Linked DNA regions of Sus scrofa: region 1 is linked to region 2. Evidence: chromatin contacts called from public promoter capture Hi-C data. All regions are on one chromosome and are shown on one strand. Each heading gives the region's core, a stretch centred on a gene start, on an enhancer-like site or on the middle of the called end of the contact. The rest is flanking DNA. Distances are from core to core; before and after follow the strand shown. Region 1 holds the start of NANS (N-acetylneuraminate synthase). Region 2 holds the start of XPA (DNA repair protein complementing XP-A cells).

Region 1 (4,683 bases), core at 679-3,178, 310 kb before region 2:
GGATTTGGGTTCAATTCCTGGCCTCACTCAGTGGGTTAAGGATCCAGTGTTGCTGCAAGAGAGTCAACTTGAATCCAATGTTGCCATGGCTATGGCATAGGCCAGCAGGTGCAGCTCCAACTCGACCCCTAGCCTGGGAACTTCCATATGCCACAGGTGTGGCTCTAAAAGGAAAACAATAAAAAAAAGTAACAAGGACACATTGCACAACACAGAGAAATATAGCCATTATTTTGTATAACTTTAAATGGAGTATAATCTATGAAAGTACTGAATCACTATGAAATTTAAAAATAAAAGTATCTTTGTGATTCAGTAGGCTTGCACAGAAGTAGAGTTAAAGCTGAAAGAGTAAGAGAAAACCTAATCAAAAATGACTGGTTGAATGGCACTGAATGAAGGGAGGTGAAAGGAAAAAATGATGGGAGTTCCCATTGTAGTATCAAACCAAACTAGTATCCATGAGGACGAAGGTTTGGTCCCTGGCCTCACGCAGTGGGTTAAGGATCCAGCATTACCTTGAGGTGTGGTATAGGTCGCAGATATCTCAGATCCCTCGTTGCTGTGGCTGTGGTGTAGGCCGGCAGCTACAGCTCCGATTTGACCCCTAGCCTGGGAAATTCCACATGCTGCAGCTGTGGCCCTTAAAAAGAAAAAAGAGGAGTTCCCGTCGTGGCGCAGTGGTTAACGAATCCGACTAGGAACCATGAGGTTGCGGGTTCCGTCCCTGCCCTTGCTCAGTGGGTTAACGATCCGGCGTTGCCGTGAGCTGTGGTGTAGGTTGCAGACGCGGCTCGGATCCCGAGTTGCTGTGGCTCTGGCATAGGCCGGTGGCTACAGCTCCGATTCAACCCCTAGCCTGGGAACCTCCACATGCCGCAGAAGCGGCCCAAAGAAATAGCAAAAAGACCAAAAAAAAAAAAAAAAAAAAAAAAAAAAAGAAAGATGGAGTGAGCCACCTCTAAATCAAGGAATCACAGCACAGACCTCATACTGGGGCTGGGGTCACAACAAACAACATGACAACACCCCCCTCCCCCGCCCCGTCCCTCAGAGGGCTCACGGTCCAACAGAGAGAAAAGTTTGAATAGACAAGAACAGGCAAATCAACGGGAACAATCACAGGAGACCAGCTTTATGGGGGGAGGGGGGTTGGACAGAAAGGATCCAAGAGAAGGGGGAGCATGAATGTTTATTAACATCTTATCACTAATAGCTAGCATTCATTGAGTCCTATTTGCCAAGTACTGTGCTAAGAGATTTTCATGAGTTATCTCACTTGAGCCTCCCAATTCTACGAGGTAAGTATAAGGGATGGCAGGTGAGCAACACTTGCAGCAACTTCCAGGAACTTTCTAAAAGTAATTCACTGTCGCTGAAAGACGTCCGAGGTGAAAAATGATAGGAAAGAAGGGTCCAAGACATTAAGGTCTTGAAGGCTATGTTAAAGGGTTTCAACTCTACCCATGAATAGTGGGTAGCTTCTGAGGGTGTCAGGTGAGGGTACGACCTGATTAAATCTGTTTTTCGGGAAGATTATTCTGCCACCAGAAGAGGGCGAGAGAGGCCAGGTTAGGGGTCAATTGCAGCAATGCAAACAAATCAGGAGGGTAGCAGAAAGATGAAGATTCGAAACATTTGGAAGTCGCCAGGCCGGGTGCAGGGCACCAAGTGGCAGAAAGAAGGAGGACGGTCCCGGGGTCCGCAGCCCCGCCCACCCATGCCCAGGCCACTCTTCCCCAGGCCCCGCCCTCTCTCGGCACCCTGCGCCCTGGTCCTCTAGACGCTCCCCTCACCTTGGCCATACGGATCATGCGCTTGGCCACATCCAGGTCGCCCTGGTGGTTCTGGCCTATCTCCGCAATGATGAAGCATGGGTGCTGCCCGCCCACCCAGCGTCCGGGACACAGCTCCAGCTCCAGCGGCATGGCAGCGGCTTGTGCTCTCGTGCGGCACCACCCGCCTAGTTACCGCCGCCGCCACCTCCCTTCTGTTCAGTCTGCAGCCTAGCTGGGCCCACTCGGAGGCCCCGCCACGTCAGCCAGCGGCCGCCACGCAGCCAATCAACGAGCTCTGCCTCGTTCCCGACAGCCAATCAAGTCAGGGGGCGGAGCCACCCGCTGGGAGAGACGTGCCACAGGAAGAGAAAGCCTAGCGCTGTTCTATTGAGTTCGGCGTGTGACTCATGGGCAGGAGGCGCAATCCCTGACAGCGATGGGGTCCCTGCATGCACCCTTGAGCAAACATTCCTGTAAGGAGGCTGACGGCTGCCTTGGGCGTGGAGAGAGTCCGCCCTACGGTGTAATGGAAAAAAACGGATTCAGGGGTTGGAATTAACAGAGCTGGTTGGAGTCCAGCTCCTGCCACTAACCAACTCTTTATCATGAATACCTAGTCTTTCTGAGCATTATTATTATTATTATTGTTGTCTTTTTAGGGCCGCACCCGCGGCATATGGAGGTTCCCAGGCTAGGGATGAATCAGAGCTATAGCTGCCAGCCTACACCACAGCCACAACAATACCATCCAAGCTGCATCTGCGACCTACACCACAGCTTAAGGCAATGCTGGATCCTTAACCCACTGAGCAAGGACAGGCATCGAACCTGCATCCTCGTGGATACTAGTCGGATTTGTTTATGCTGAGCGGCGACAGGAACTCCCTGAACATTATTTTCCTTTTTCTCTTAAATTGGAAAATTATATAGACCCTACCTTCCAAGTTTGGTCAAGTGATGATGAGATACTGATCACAGTACCTGGCCTGTAGTAAGCTTTCAATAAGTGGTTGCCAGTCCTATTATGTGAGAGGCAGCAAGTCCAAAAAGTTCCATTGACTTGTCCAAAGCCATCCAGAAAACCAGAGTGGAGCTGCGATGAGGACCCTGGACTACCTCCCAGCCTAAGGCCCTTGCAGTGCATTATACTGGGTTGCAGACAAAGTTGAGAAATAACCAGTTTGAAGGAAAAAATAACACTTGATTCCCAGCTCCACTTGCCAGAACTAATGAGCAGAGTAACAATGTTAAAAACGGAGAGGAGGAGGCACTTCTGGGTGGAAGGGCAGAAGGGTAGCTTTGGGACACGTGGGTATAAACATGCAGGTGAAAATGTCCACAAGACAGGTCTGAGGCTTAGAGTAGAGGTCAGGGCTGGAAAGAGTGATCTGGGAGCCATTCAGAGTGAGGAAAGCCCGAGGATAAGTTAGACTCCTGAGGAAAGGGTGCAGAGGGATGAGCAATGGAGGACTGAGCCTTGTGTTGCTGCCATGGAAGGACAAAGAACCAGGGTTTGTCCTGAGGAGGAGAGACCCACAGAGTCACAGGCCCAGAGCAGTGCAGAATGAGGAGCAAAAACTTAGGGGGAGGGGGAATGAGGGCAGGGGAGCCACTGGAGACAGCAGACTTGGTGGAAAAATGGTTTTGGTTGCCAAGGGAAGATGAGGAAACAGAGGCAAAAATGACTCTTTCTTGAAAGAGTTCAGTTGTTAAAAGCAGATGGAGGGAGTTCCTGTCATGGCTCAGTGGTTAACGAATCTGACTAGGAACCATGAGGTTGCAGGTTCGATCCCTGGCCTTGCTCAGTGGGTTAAGGATCTGGCGTTTGCCAAGAGCTGTGGTGTAGGTCGCAGACGCAGCTTGGATCCTGCGTTGCTGTGGCTGTGGCGTAGGCTGGTGGCTACAACTCTAATTTGACCCCTGGCCTGAGAACCTCCATATGCCATGGGAGCGGCCCAAGAAGTGGTAAGAAGACAAAAAAAATTTAAAAAAAAAGCAGATTGAAAAATAGGAGTTCCCTGGTGGCTCAGCAGGTTAAGAATCCATTATCAGGGCTACTCTGGCCTGGGTGGCTGCCAGGCGTGAGTTCAATCTCTGGCCCCAGAACTTATGCATACCCCAGGCATGTCCCACCCCCACCCCCGCAAAAGAAGCAGATGGAAAATGGACCCTGGGGTAGAGGAAGTTGAAAAGTTGGAGGGTTCTGAAGAAGTTCAAGTTTGGAGGTCAGGGGGAGGCAACCAAAGAAAAAAGGAGATTGCAGTGGTGTTGATTCATCTTTGATATGTGAGTGCTAGACTAGATGCCACGTGCTTTATGTTTCTCCAGTTTCAATGGCCTTTTACACCTGGGTGGGCTGAGCAACAGGCCCTGGTTATAGAGGAAATTAAATCTAGCACTCACATAACCCAGTCACTTGGGCTAAAGAAAACCATTATGATTTTGCATGATTTGTAAGTAATTGGAGATTAAAGAAAAAAAAAAGGCAGAAATCATGTTTAAAAACATGACCATCCCACAAAAGCCAATTAGGCTGTTATTTGTAATTAAAGTAGTACCTACTTTAAAATTATTCAAAAGTCCTTATTTAACCACAAATAAGGAGGAAAGCACACAATCTTTATTCCACTCTTGTTCTTGTTTCTAAAGCCAGTTTCCAGGCGTTCCCATGGTGGCGCAGTGGTTAACGAATCCAACTAGGAACCATGAGGTTTCGGGTTCGATCCCAGGTCTTGCTCAGTGGGTTAAGGACCCGTTGCCGTGAGCTGTGGTGTAGGTCGCAGAGGTGGCTCAGATCTGGCATTGCTGTGGCTCTGGTGTAGGCCAGCGGCTATAGCTCCGATTCGACCCCTAGCCTGGGAACCTCCATATGCTGCGGTCGCGGCCCTAGAAAAGGCAAATAAAT
Region 2 (4,490 bases), core at 78-2,577:
TTCCCAGGCTAGGGGTCTAATCAGAGCTGTAGCCGCCAGCCTACGCAAGAGCCACAGCAACTCGGGATCCGAACCGTGTCTGCGACCTACACCCACAGCTCACAGCAAATGCCAGATCCTTAACCCACTAAGGGAGGCCAGGGACCGAACCCGCAACCTCATGGTTCCTAGTTGGATTCGTTAACCACTGAGCCACGACGGGAACTCCAAAAGTCACTAATTTTTATTAAGTTAATTTATCTAATTTTATCCTGTTTGTGCTTTCGTTATCATATGAAACTTGAGATTTTATCATGGGACAAGATCAATGGATAGGGAGCGAGAGGAATTTGAGGGGAAAAGGAGTAGGGATGGTTTGAAATCTGTCTCCAGTTCAACTAGGAGATCGCAGCACTTATTTACTCTATAGAAGGTCCTCCAGCTTAGATATACATATAACTGATTGACTAAAACCACTAGGTTGTGCTTCTCAAACTGTGAATGTTAGGTATTATCCAGTGGGCCAGTTTGTTCTAAGAACTAGTCCCAATGGTATAAGTGGTAATTAGAACTTAATGTTTTCTGGCTTCAATTAAGTTTTATTGTCATAAAAAAATACATTTTTAGGAAAGCATGCCATATTTATTTTGCTTCATTTGCCACACTTTTGGGAAGTCAGGGTTTAGCTCAAATCCAAAGTAAGTTCATCCACACTCTAGAAATATTCCATGGAAAAGTTAGCCAAACTTACGCATACCAGCTTTGGTAATTGGTGCTGCCTTTGCCTTTTGTCACCCAGAGTTTAAACCCAGGTGTTCTCATTTCAAATCTATGACTCTGTCTAGGCCAGAATTTCAAAGTAGTCATACCAATCATCCGCTGATTTCTTTTGATTGAAACTACTGTTACTACTAACTGCCATCATTTTGGGAAGCTTTCTATGTGCCAGGCATTGTGCGGAAAGACTACATCTAATTTTCTCAACAACTCTATTAAGTGGTTCTGTAATTATCCTCATTTTACTACTGTTGAAACTGAACTCAGGGTAAGTGACTTACTGAAGGCCACGCAGATGGCAAGTGTCAGAACTAAGATTTCATCCAAGTCTGACTCCAATGCCCATGTGCTGAACCACCAAGCGAAGCTATTATTTTAAAGATGACTGGGTCCTGAACACTGATCTTGGAACCAGCCGGCGACTTCAGAGTTACAAAGCCAACAAGTAAACTCCGCTCTGACGCTTGCGCAGATTCCAACTACCGCTCCTTTCTGCAAGTCCTTCTCAAAATGCGCAGGCGCGCTCCCTACCGCCAGCGCGGAGGCGGGGCCTCGACCAGCTTTGGCGTTTCAATGCGCCTGCGTGGGGGCTATTGCCACAGTCTTCTGGGGAGGTTGGACATGGCGGCTGCTGAAGGGTCTTCATCTCAGCCGGCGGCTTCAGAACAGCCGGCGGAGCTGCCTGCCTCAGTGCGGGCGAACATCGAGCGTAAGCGGCAGCGGGCGCTGATGTTGCGCCAGGCCCGGCTGGCGGCCCGGCCTTACCCAGCGACGACGGCTGCGGCTACCGGAGGTTTGGACCCTAGCGGCGTCTGCCCCATCTCTCTCCTGGCGGACCTGGGGCCCCGTCCTTGGTGTGGCGACCAGACCCTCCCCCGCAGTCCTCGGAGGGATTCAGCTCAGCTGGCCTTGTCACAGCGGGGTGTCCAAGACCACAGGGCGACTTCTGACTCCCAGCCCTGGCCTTGCCTCACGGCACCTGGGCGGTCCAGCGGCCGTCCTTGGCTTGGGGATGCCGCCGCCCTCGCTGTCGGGAGGAGCCAGGCAATGTCTCCGTTCTCCTTTTCTGTTCTCTGCCTGCAGCTTCCACCAGTCCCGGGATGGTCTTTGTATAAAGCTTTTAGACCTCGTAACACATTTTAGTAATCCTGCACCTGCTTCCTTATTCATCCATTTAACGCAGGGTGATTGAGTGCATATTCCCTAATTGGCACACAGTGCTTGCTACGTGCTGGGCGCAGAGAGGAGCAAACAGACATTAGCTACTGACTCCGTGGGGCTAACCGAGTGACAACTGTTGTGTGTCAAAGTTTCCAAGTAGCTAATTTGGCTCTCACAGCTAACCTGAAAATAATTAGGGCAGGGTTTGGTATCCATGTTTTACTGAGGAGATAATTGAGCGCCAGAAAGCGACAGAGGTTTGCTCAGGTTCGTCTCAGCAAGTGCAAAGGCTAATCTGGACTAGAACTCAGGTCATCTGACCCTCGGTTCAAGGTCTTGTTCACCAGCTTCCTTTGCTATACTAAGCATTTCTCTCACCCTTAGGAAGAAAGGCTGTTATTCTTGTGTTATTCTTGTCTGGATTTCATCTTCCCTTTATTAGGACAGCCCTTGGCTGTGCATTTGTCTATTTGCTTATCATGTATGTGTTTATCATATAACTCTCCACTGGGATCAAGTGGTAGTCTTCTCCATGGTACCTAAAATATAGTTTGATTGACATGTGATTCTTTAGGACTGCCTCCATGACACGAAGCACCTGTGTTCCTCAACCAACTGTGTAGTGTGTGAGCAGTTGAACACAAAACTGTATCATCTACTTAACCCTTTCATCAGCCAGGAGTAAGGAAGAGTGAAAAGAGCTAGCTGGGTGTCTTGAGATTCATACTGACACTGAATCTGAAAACCCTAGCCACTTTTAATGGTTCTGGTCTCAATGCAAAAAATTGTTCATTTGCATTGATAAATTCATATTTATGATTCCATAAAGGTTTCAAGACTTGTACTAAATGGCTGTGGAACAGGGGTACAAAATAGAGCATAAACTGGTATTAAACTTCTGATAATGGAAAGCAAGGTAGTATGAATATTTTTTAAGATTTCCTGGGCATTTACCAAAGAACCAAATTGTGCTGTAACAGTGTATGCAACCTGCAGTGCTTCAAGAGCCGAGATTTTTATCTTTGTAGTACTTTTATTTCAATGTACTGTATAATTTCCACTTTCTGTGTGTGGTATGACATAAGCCATGAAAAAAGATGAGAAGTTGCTTAGAATATGTTGCTAAGAGTAGTGTTAAGGGCCTGGGGGGCATAGCAAGGCATAAGAGTAGAGAGAAACTGGGCTTTGTTTTTGGCATATTTTAGCATTGTTCAGGATCCTGATCAAATTATCATCTTGATTATTCCAGTTTCCCTTAATTCTCATTGCACTCATAGTCATTCTGATCATTTGCTACACTTCATGAAATCAGAATCATATTTTGGTACATTCATCCATTTCTATCCATTCAGCAAAATTCACGGAATGCTTAATTATTTTTCAGAATTAGAGAAAAATGGTTCAGTCTAGTGGAGGGATATATAAAAAGGTAGTATGAGAAGTACTGTTAACAGAAACAGTACTTATACTCTAATCCCCTTATTTTTATATTTTAAAAAATTTTATTGGCGTGTAGTTGACTTAAAATATTTTATTAGCTTCAGGTGTACGGCAAAGTGAATCAGTTTTTTATGTATTTCTTTTTGGGTATGCTGGTGGGAGTGGTGGTATTTCATTATAGTTTTAGTTTGTACTTTCCTAATTGCCAATGATAATGAGAACTTTCTTGTGGTCATTGGCTATTTGCATATCTTTTCTCTCTCTTTTTTTTTTTTTTTTGTCTTATTAGGGCTGCACCCATGACATATGGAGGTTCCCAGGCTAGGGTTCGAATTGGAGCTGCAGCTGCCAGCCTACACCACAGCCACAGCAATGCCAGATCCAAGCCACATCTGCAGCCTACACCACAGCTCATGGCAATGGCAGATCCTTAACCCACAGAGCAAGGGCAGGGATCGAACCCTTGTCCTCATGGATGCTAGTGGGTTTGTTAACCACCCAGCCACAATGGGAACGCCTATTTGCATATCCTCAGTTGTCAAGTTTCTATTTAGGTCTTTCGCCTTTTTTTTTTTTTTTTTTTTTTTTGTCTTATTAGGGCTGCACCCATGACATATGGAGATTCCCAGGCTAGGGGTCAAATCGGAGCTGTAGCCACTGGCCTACACCAGAGCCACAGCAAGTGGGATCCGAGCCGCGTCTGCAACCTACACCACAGCTCAAGGCAACGCCGGATCCTTAACCCACTGAACAAGGCCAGGGATCGAACCCACAACCTCATGGTTCCTAGTCGGATTTATTAACCACTGCACCATGACAGGAGCTCCTCCTTTTTTTTTTTTTAGTTGGGTTATTTGTCTTTTACTAATATATTGGATTTCATTATGTATTCTGGATATGAGTCCTTTTGTCAGATATACATATTGCAAATAGCCTCTCACAGTTTCCATTTTGTCTTTTCACTCTCATAATGGTGTTTTTTGATGAACAGAGGTGCTTTTTTTTTTTTTTTTTTTTTCTTTTTATGGCTATACTTGTGGCATATGATAATTCCTGGGCCAGGGATGGAATCCTGCACCTGCACCACAGCCACAGCAAGACTGGATCTGAGCTGCATCTGCAACCTACACTGC

What was found. Promoter capture Hi-C pulls out the DNA fragments that hold promoters and counts their contacts.
Region 1: a promoter capture Hi-C map of fetal liver shows a contact between it and region 2, with 2.1 times the contacts expected there. The contact joins the promoter of NANS here to the promoter of XPA in region 2. A contact is called at or near these places in 2 of 5 promoter capture datasets (fetal liver and liver), 6 of 47 Hi-C or Micro-C datasets (embryonic fibroblasts, fetal liver, heart right ventricle and 2 more) and 1 of 2 datasets of contacts at active chromatin or transcription factors (alveolar macrophages).

Annotation. Positions count from the first base shown.
Region 1 is chr1:239,879,229-239,883,911 of Sscrofa11.1, reverse strand. NANS (N-acetylneuraminate synthase) reads right to left here and starts at 1,928. Exons shown (of 6, transcript NM_001185139.1): 1 at 1,797-1,928. The coding sequence starts at 1,928.
Region 2 is chr1:239,565,426-239,569,915 of Sscrofa11.1, reverse strand. XPA (DNA repair protein complementing XP-A cells) reads left to right here and starts at 1,327. Exons shown (of 7, transcript XR_301366.3): 1 at 1,327-1,549.